Regions from separate parts of the Mustela erminea genome. Here region 1 is linked to region 2. Evidence: chromatin contacts called from public Hi-C data. All regions are on one chromosome and are shown on one strand. Each heading gives the region's core, a stretch centred on a gene start, on an enhancer-like site or on the middle of the called end of the contact. The rest is flanking DNA. Distances are from core to core; before and after follow the strand shown.

Region 1 (4,753 bases), core at 2,071-4,570, 80 kb after region 2:
AGGGAAGCAGCTTGCAGAAGCCTGATCCCTGGTGTCTCTTTTTCCTAGGAAAGCTTCTTGCTCTCTTTGGGAGGCAGGGGTCAGAACTAAAGATCACTGACGAGGAAAGAAACATGGTAACATTTCTCTATGGAAATGCTTACCACCACATCTGCAACTGAGATTAACAGATGGAAGCGGGGACACTGGCCCCTCATCTCCCATAAACACAGGCAGAATGTGCAGAGAGCATGATTAAGACAGCAGCCCACCAGGACGAGAGGATGGGAGATCGCAGGAGTGGAAGGAACAAGACCCAGTTGTCACTGAGAAGAAAAATGAAAGCCAAAACCATGGGGACAGAAAACAGGGCAGGGGCTGCCTGCTTTTGGGGGGGGGGGTTGGAGGGATATACAGGTAGAACACAAAGGGTCTTTAGGATGGTGAAAACACTCTGTAGGATGTTGCATTGGTGAAACACTCCTCCAAATCTATGGAACTAGACAACATAGAGTGGATCCTAATGTAAACTGTGGACTTCAGTTAATAACAATGTATCATCAATCATGCTGGCTCTTCTGGCACAAAAATAGAAACCTAGATCAATGGAACGGAATAGAGAGCCCAGAAATAAACCCATGCTTATAGGGTCAAATTAATCTGCGACAAAGGAGGCAGTATATACAGTGGGGGAAAAGACTGTCCCTTCAGTAAACGGTGCTGGGAGCCTGGACCACCACCTGCAGAAGAACGAGACTGGACCACTTTCTCACACTATACACAAACATAAACTCAAAACGGATTTAAGGCTTAAATGTAAGACCTGGAACTATAAAACCCTCGAAAGAAAACAGGCAGTAACCCTTAGACATCAGCCCTAGCAGTATTTTTTCTAGATATGTCTCCTGAGGTAAGGGAACAAAGGCAGAAACAAACAAGTGGGACCACATCAAACTGAAAAGCAAAAACTGAAAAAGTACAAAAAAAACTGTACCTAGTGAAGGACAGCAACAGAAAGAACGGGACAAGATATTTGCAAGTAATAGGTCCCATAAGGGAGTAATATCCACAATATATAAAGAAGTCATACAACTCATTTTCAAAAAGACAAACCATCAATTTAAAAGTGGGCTGAAGACCTGAATAGTTTGCATGGAACACATGGTGTTATAGGCAAACAATGAATCATGGAACATTGTATCAAAATCTAATGATGTACTCTAGGGTGGCTAACATAACATATAAAATTAAAAAAAAAAAAAGAGGAAGACTTGAATAGACATTTCTCCAAAGAAGACATCCAAATGGCCTTTATCATCAGGGAAATGCAAATCATAATAACAGGGAGACATCACCTCACCCCTGTCAGAATGGCTGGAAACAAACAGACAAGAAATAACCAGCGTTGGCAAGGACATAGAGAAAAAGGAACCCTCATGCACTGTTGGTGAGAATGCAAACTGGTGCAGCCACAGTGGGAAACAGTATGGAGGTTCCTCAAAAAATTAAAAATGGAAATACCCTGCAACCCAGCAATTCAACTTCTGGGTTCTTACCTGAAGAAAACAAAAACACTAATTCAAAAAGTATGTGGCCCCCTGTGTTTTTGGCACCATTATTCACAAAGCCAGGATAGGAAAGCAACCCAAGCGTCCATGGACAGATGAATGGATGAAGATGTGGTATGTATACACAGTGAGGTAGTACTCGGCCATAAAAAAGATTGAAATCTTGGCAATTGTGATAATACGGATGCATCAGGAAGGTATCATGCTAAGTGAAATCAGTCATACAGAAAAGACAATTGCTTCATGATTTCACTTCCATATGGATTCTAAAAAACAAAACAAATGGAAAAAAAAAAAAAACCAGATACAGACTCATAAATACAGAGAATAGACTTCTTGTTGCCAGAGAAGGACTGGGCAAAAGAGATGAGAGGGTTAACATGTACAGACTTCCTCTAGAAAATAGACAAGTCACGGGAGTGAATGCAACATAGGGGATAGAACTGTGATAGAGTCATTGTGATGATGTCATAGGGTGTCTGATGGTGACTACGCTTGTCTGGGTGAGCGCTTTGTAAGATACAGAATTATTGAATCCCTGCTGTACACTTGAAATTAATATAGTATTGATGTGACTACTGCACTAGGTAACTGCTCATATTCCATTAAATAATACTGATAATATTGGCTCATCAGTTCTGACCAGTTTACTATGTTAATGCAAGATGTTACTGACAGAGGAATTGGGGCAGGGAGAAGGGTCAGAGGGGCACACCCCGCTCTTCTCCACGGTTTCTCTGCAAATCTAAGATAGCTTTAAAACATGACTAATCATTAAGAAAAAAAGAAGATGGACCATTTATGCGTTATAAATACCACCAATGTTCTAAATGTTCTAAATCTCCACCTGACTCGCGCGTGTGGGTCCTCAGCCTCACTCTGCCCTGGCACTCACATTCACACTGTCCCAGACACGGATGCGGTGTGTACAGAGTCGCAGGCATGACTCGGCGAATGTTCCATCACTTACAATATTTAAATTCACAACCATAACATAAACATTATTAGACCCCTGTGCCTCTAAGCAGTGACCACAAGTTCAGCTGGAAAAAAAATAAATAAATAAGGTCTTCCTCTGTAGAGTTGCTCAAACAGAGGAAAGTTTGGTGACTTAACCATCACCTCTTTCCAAGAATGTGGATAAGCTGGCGATGAAATAATTTCTAAGCTCCAGAACATCCTTTGTTGCGGAATCAAGCTCAGGTCCCAGAGCCAAGCAGAGCTCCCCGATTAGAGAGTGTACATGTCCCGCTCGGCTCCTGACCGCACAGAGGCCGGCCCCGTGCCGTCCTGCAGGTAAAAACATGGGGACTGTTTTCTGCAGCTCCTAGCAGAGGAGAGGGTGAGCGTGGGCAGCCCCTCCTGACGGTGCTGATGGAGTCAGCCACTCCAGAGCCACAGCCACGGCTCCCGCAGCAGACAATTCTCCCGTGTAATCCCCACCCTGGTCCCAAGGTGGGCAAGATGAAACAGAAACCTGACCAGCAGCCCAAAAGTCACATGCAGAGGACGCCCATCCCCGGCCCTGGGGTGTTATATTGCCTCCACGGGGGTGTCTCTGGCATCTCCGGTGGACTCAGCACTGGGAATTTCTAGACCCCAGAGGTGGGTGAGTGGGTCAGAGGTGACCCGCCCCTCCACTGAACTGGGGCCACAGGTCCCTGTTTCCTGTGTGGATGGAGTCCATGTTGGAAGGGTCTGGACTGCAAGATGTGGGCCTGAGTCATGGAGAAGGCAGGGCGCCAGGAGATCCTCCTGCCTCCCTAGGATATGAGGGACTTGGCCGAGTACAGAACGCAGTTGCTCAATGCTGATACTTCAGGGCCTGATGCATGACACAGGGAGCAGTCCTGGGCACCCAAGTTTCTCTCTGCATTCCCCTCTGCCCCTCCTGCTTGTGCTCCATCTGGATAAAATAAATTAATAAACCTTTCATTTTAAAAAATGCCTCCAGACATTGCCAAATGTACCCCGGACCAGCACAACCACCCCCTTGAGAAAAACTAGTGCAGGATTGGCCTCTACTGATAAAGAGGGATTTGTTTTGGGCATAAAAATGTTTTCCATGTTCTGTTTCTACGTTTTAATTAGTTGCTACCACACAGAGCCCAAAGAAATCATCAACTGGATACTTAATTTTGTGACTGCTCCCTCCATTTGCAAAGTAAACTAGGGCTGAGAGCTGAGTATTCATCCATTCAGTACCCAGCAGATGAAGTTGAGCTTTTGCAAACCTGAAAAGTCTTCCCAAGTTCCTAAACCCTACAACGGAGGAGCCATTTCTAATATACTTTACATCTGTGTGGGGAAAATTGCATCAGAATAGTTCAAATAAAAAGGCCAAACTGCATGATTCATTTTGGAAGAGTAGTTCAAAAAGTGAGCCCTATTTTAAAAATTCACATTTTTATTTTTATCCAGGGCTCTGATCGTTCCACTAGAGATAAATGATTCCTTCTCAGAGGGGAAATAAGAAGCAGTTTAATCTTGGCCTTCTATTGCTTGAAACTATTCCACCTCTGTGAACTCATTTCATATTTTAAGCTCCCAAAAAAGGACAGAAGAATTTAGCGAACTCCCATGTGACCACATATTGTTAATAGAACAACTTGTCATTTGAAAAATTTCTACCTTACTGAGAAGACACTCGGTATTATCTACCATAGGATAAATTTCAGTTGCAGTGTCTTCCCTATTTTGGTCTGGCCCAAAAGCACAAATATTCATCTGTTCATTTACTTACTGTATTTTTATTGAGACCACATTTTTTTTTCTTTTAGGTATTAAGCACTTGGGAATGATTCTTTGAACAAAATATAATGTGGGTCCACATACAGCTGATAGTCCCATGGAAGAACCGTTAGTTTCCTGGAAACTGAGGCCTCATGCTGCAAGGCTGTGATGGGAAGTCAAGGTACTTCTACATGACAGGCACAGAATGTAGGTTGAGAGCCTGGCAAAGCTCCAGGGGAAGTGGCATCCGAGACGAGGTGTGGTGGGAGACGCTGGTAGGATTACCTGGGGAGAAGGGTTCTGAGCACAGGCGTATGCAACCTCCCAGACATGCCATCATGAAAGTTTTCCCATCACAAGATCTCATGTCCAACCCTCAGAGCTGAGAATTCGGACTGGCAGCCCAGATGGGAGATACAGAAAAGAACAGAAAAGTGAGAGATATTTCATTTGACAATGGTGGAAGATCTCTC
Region 2 (5,037 bases), core at 567-3,066:
CCTATCTGCATCTAAATGGGAGCATTTGACTACAACTTCAACAACAGAATTTTTTAATAATCAGTAGTTCTTAAATAGTGGCCATTTTGGATAACATTGTCTCTTCAGGTTACTGAAATATTTTGAGTCTGGAAAGATGACTGAGGATGGCCCCCACAACAAGATGTTGTGCGCATTATCTAATACTTTCTCATTCTGGGCCAGGCCAAATGCATTGTCAAAAAGACAGTGATTTGTGCTTTCCACTCTCAGTGAAACTGGAGAAAACCACGGTCAGAGTTTGAATGTAAAAATCTTATGTGGTGTTTTTCTTCTTTTTTTCCAGCAAAGGACAGTGTCATAGTGGTTTAAATTCAGGGTGATATTTGAGATCTGGTTTTCTCTGTTGGCTGAGCTGGATCAGTGATCCTTTGCTTATTTAAAAGGGAACATCAGCTTTCCAATTTACTCTCTAAAATTGGTGGTTGTGGCTCCCTGCTGGAGTGGAAAGGCACCATCTGTCTGAAAAATGCTGGTGGTGAGGAGGGGATTGGTCCTGGGCGGTGGCAGCGCCTCGTGGAAGAGAAGCACCTTGTAAATTCACGAATGTGGGTTTCACCCAGCCAAGCCAGGTAGAGGACCCGTCAACACAAACTCGCACGCCCTGGCGAGGGAAGGTTAGAGCTTGTATGGACAGGAAAACCATCGTGGAAGAGCAATGTAAATGTTGGGCCAGAGAAAAAACAAAGAGGAAAGCAGCAACAGTGGAAGTAATAGGAAAACGGCAGGCCAGCCGAAAAGAATTTGTGTTTTGGACATTTGCTTGTTTTTTTTTTTTGGTTTTTTTTTTTTTTTTGGCTTTTGATCATTACCAGAGAACGTGAAATTCTTACCACGTTAGTAAAACGACACCATACTGAATGCTTGCTCTCTTGGCCTTTGATGGCAGGATTTCCTTTTCTGCTACTGAAACAAAGATTCCATTTCTCAGCTTCAAACACTCTACAAACCACTCACTGACTCACCCAGCAGCGGCCTGATGGACCCACGTAGCTGGAACGGGTGTTTGGTAACAAAAACGCACACACACACACAAACACCTGAATACACACACAGATACACACCCATATACGTATGCCTACCAACACACACAGATACACACAAATACACATGTGCACACACAAAAGCATACGTACACACACAAACGCATACACAGTATCACCCACACATGCACAAGTGAAACATGCACATGTACAACACACACATAACTGCGCACAAGCACGCACATTCCCACACATACCTACATGTGCTCACACACACACACATTTGGGAGACTCCCAACCTTCCAGAAAAGTGTCCCGGTCACTCTCACACCTCTCAGGCATCCCTCCTGTGACACGGCACTCTTGTCCAGTGGTCTGACATGCAAGGGGCCAGTGTACAAGCACCTTCCGGACTCAGTGTTGTCCATAAAGCATTTTTGCCTGTTCCACTCCGCTCTAAGCCCCGTGCTGATATGAACGTGGTCCTTACAATGCCCTGGAGCGATGCTGTCAGATCTCACCGGGATTATGAGATGAGCTTGGAGAGAGCAGGTGCGATCCTATAAAGACACAGATAGGGACGCTATTGGGTTCTTCAGCATCATCTCAAATTCCCTGTTGTAGCAACAGTCTTCTTCTGTTTCCCCTCCTGCCTCCCTGGAAGATGACTCAGTCTGCACACCAAGAAAGCCTGGCATGAGGACAACCCTGGGATCGGCTCGTGGGGAATGGCTCAGCGCTCCTCTCCAACTGGATTTGTTATGCTGAAGGCAAGTTAACAGATTCCTAAAAATACCCCCTGGCATGAGTCATCCTCTTCCAAGGGCCCTGGAGAATGTTTTCCACAGAAAGGGTAAGGCCCAGCGCGGGGACGCGCTTCTGGGGTGAGTCATGTGGGGGACTGTCGTCAGCGGTGTGCTATGTGGTATCTTCGTGTTCCCTGTGCTGAGCTCCGGCGGCTGGAAGGTCTCGCTGGAGTGCCAGCCTCTGCAGCAGTTTCAGCTGTGCCTCCCACGCCAGTTCCCGAAACCACAAGAGCCTGTGCCCACGGAGAGGTGTTCCAGGTGTGTGTGTCCCTCGAGATTTGCTTTCTCCGAAATGACGGAGAGCAGGAACACCCGAAGTCGGCAACATGCACTGCACCCGTGGGCTATGAGCAGGAAGCCTGTCTTCCTCAAATCCCTTTCCTGACTCTAGCAGTGACAGCTAAGTATGGGCTCACCTGGGGCGGGGGGGGGGGGGGATGTTCAGACCCTCCCCCACCCCCGCCCCGCCCCGCGCCAGCCCTGCCTCGATGGAGTGCAGAGGGTCCTGTGTTACGGATCCCGCAATGGGCTGATGCTTGTGGGGCGTCAGGGGCCTGCCATCCCCCGCAGCTCTTACAGCTTCTTACAGAATCTAGGATTTCAGACGTGTCCGAGTGGAGCTCGGGGGAGGAGAACTTTTCTAGCATGTCTGAAATTTTATAACTTCAAAGAAGGTAAAGATCACTGTCCTCGTAAGAACAACACAGTGAGGGGCGCCTGGGTGGCTCAGTGCGTTAAGCCTCTGCCTTCGGCTCAGGTCATGATCCGGGGGTCCTGGGATCGAGTCCCACATCGGGCTCTCTGCTCAGCCTCATCGGGCTCTCTGCTTCCTCCTCTCTCTCTGCCTGCCCCTCTGTCTACTTGTGATCTCTGTCTGTCAAATAAATAAGTAAAAAATAAATCTTTTTAAAAAAATAACACAGTGAGGGACACCTGCGTGGCTTAGTCATTAAGCTTCTGACTTTGGCTCAGGTCATGATTCCAGGGTCCTGAGATTGAGTCCCTCATCAGGCTCTCTGCTCAGCAGGAAGCCTGCTTCTCCCTCTCCCACTCCCCCTGCTTGTGCTCTCTCTCTTGCTGTATCTCTCTCTGTGAAATAAATAAATAAAATCTTAAAAAAAAAAAAAAGAGAGAAAACAAGTAAATGCTCATTCTGGTGATCAGCTTGCACAAGAAATCATGAACTCTTTCTTCAAACAGGTCCCATGAAGAGCGACATGAGCTGGCTGAGTCCTCAGTGGAAGGGTTTGGCCTCTCTCTTTTCTCAGAAAACAAGTCTCTAGAATCCTGGTTTTCTGATTTCAAATAGTTAACATTCCATTTCCAAAGGAGAGTTGACCAACTATGTCATGCCTGATAAAATCAAATTTCAGTCAGACTTGGGAGTCATGTGTAGGATTTAGAAATCAGGCTAACATGTCTGAGGTTAACGAGGGTTTGGAAGGTCATCGAGAGACTCCTTGAGAATCTACAGCTGTGGAACATTCAGATTAAAAACATGTCCTATCCTGAGGTGTAGGGGTCAAAGTAATTTTTAAAAAGGAACCAAAGGATTTTTTTATTGAACTAGAATTCACATAACATAAAAATCACCATTTTAATCTCTTAAAAATGTGTAATAATGTCCCATTTAGTGATTCACAATGTTATTTAGCCACCACCTTCACCTCGTGTCAGACAATCTTTGCCTCCCAAAGGAAACTCCAAACCAGAGGGCCGCTCCTCATTTCCCCTTGTCCCCAGCCCCTGGCACCCCCTGGTTTTTTTTTTTTTTTTTTTGTCTCCATGGATTTGCCTATTCTGCACATTTCGTACGAGTGGGATGAAAATGTGCTTTTTGTGTCTTGGCCTCGTTCATTCAGCTTGATGTTTTTGAGCTCGTCCGTACTTCAGCAAGAATCAGGTCTTTATTCCTTTTCATGCCTGAATAATTGTCCTTTGTACGATGGCACCACATCTTGTTTATCCATCCATCAGTGGACATTTGGGCTGCTTCTATGTTTCGGCTGTTATGAACGATGCTGCTGTCCGTGTTCGTGCGTGCGGTTTTGCCGGAACACCCGTTTTCAGTTCCGTTCAGTAAGTACGCTTAGCCAGCCTGTTCCTGTGACACTTTACAACCCCCAACATGGGAGCATCTTAACTGTCCTCATATTTCCACCATTACTTATTTTTTTAAATAGGTTATGGCCTCCTAGAAGGCACGAGGTGGCGTCTCCCTATGGGGACAAGTCCCAGAGTGCGACGTGAAGCGGCACTGGAATGACCGCGCGTGTCGGCAAGGGACGGCAGGCAGACCTGTGACATATTTTCTTTCATCTCATAGGAAGGGTTAGGTCTGTCTAACACACGGGGTAGACTCTGGGCTGTCCTCAGGGAGAGGGCATTGTGTAGGGGAGAATCTATGGCCATGGCTGTGGTTTGATTAAATACACCATCTCCCAGGGGGCACGCCTGGGTGGCTTCGTCAGATAGGCACCTGCCGTCGGCTCTCAGGTCATGATCCCAGAGTCGTGGGATGGAGCCCCTTGGTGGGTTCCCCGCTCAGCAGGGGTCAGCCTGCTTCTCCCTCTCCTCCTGCCTCCCACTCCCACTCGTGCTCTCTCTCTCTCTCAAATAAATAAGTAAAATCTTTAAAAAAAAGAAAAACCACCATCTGCCACCACCCCTTTAATGGCAGATTTCTTGGAAGAAGTAGTTGTACATATTCTTTCTGATCCTTCACACCCCCACCGCCTACCTATTTCTCAGCTAATCCCAATCTTCTATGTTTTCTATGCCAAAGGGCCATTTCTTAATAAGATCTTTGGTGGTTATCTTGGTTTCCGTCTTAGCGCTTTGGCTGCTGTAACAAAATACCACACACTGGGAGGGTCATAAGCAACCATTGGTTTCTCACAGCTCCAGGGGCTGGAAGTCCAAGGTCAAGGCGCCAGCAGACCCCGTGTCTGGTGAGACCCCTTCCTGGTTCGCAGACAACATCTTTTCGCTGTGTCCTTACATGAGGGAAGGGGCAAGGGGCTCCCTAGGGTGTCTTATAAGGACACTAATCCCACCATGAGGGCTGCACCATCATGACCTTGTCACCTCCCCAAAGCCTCACCTCCATCACAGTCATTTTGGGAGATGGGATTTAACCCATGATTTGGGGGGAGGGTAGAGGAGGGACACAAGCATGCAGGCCACAGCAGATCCCAAATCTGTTTTCC

What was found. Hi-C and Micro-C count contacts between places; a contact is called where the count stands out from the background.
Region 1: a contact with region 2 is called in a Hi-C map of fibroblasts, with 2.9 times the contacts expected there. The contact joins two enhancer-like sites. A contact is called at or near these places in 2 of 3 Hi-C or Micro-C datasets (fibroblasts and spleen).

Annotation. Positions count from the first base shown.
Region 1 is chr6:141,476,456-141,481,208 of mMusErm1.Pri, forward strand. No RefSeq gene overlaps it. Among named protein-coding and RNA genes, the nearest start is that of KLF6, 400 kb to the right of the region's middle. Within about 2 kb of position 3,321, the one cell type or tissue checked has open chromatin away from gene starts, as enhancers often do. A contact at or near this core is called in fibroblasts, where this site is marked.
Region 2 is chr6:141,397,980-141,403,016 of mMusErm1.Pri, forward strand. No RefSeq gene overlaps it. Among named protein-coding and RNA genes, the nearest start is that of AKR1E2, 450 kb to the left of the region's middle. Within about 2 kb of position 1,817, the one cell type or tissue checked has open chromatin away from gene starts, as enhancers often do. A contact at or near this core is called in fibroblasts, where this site is marked.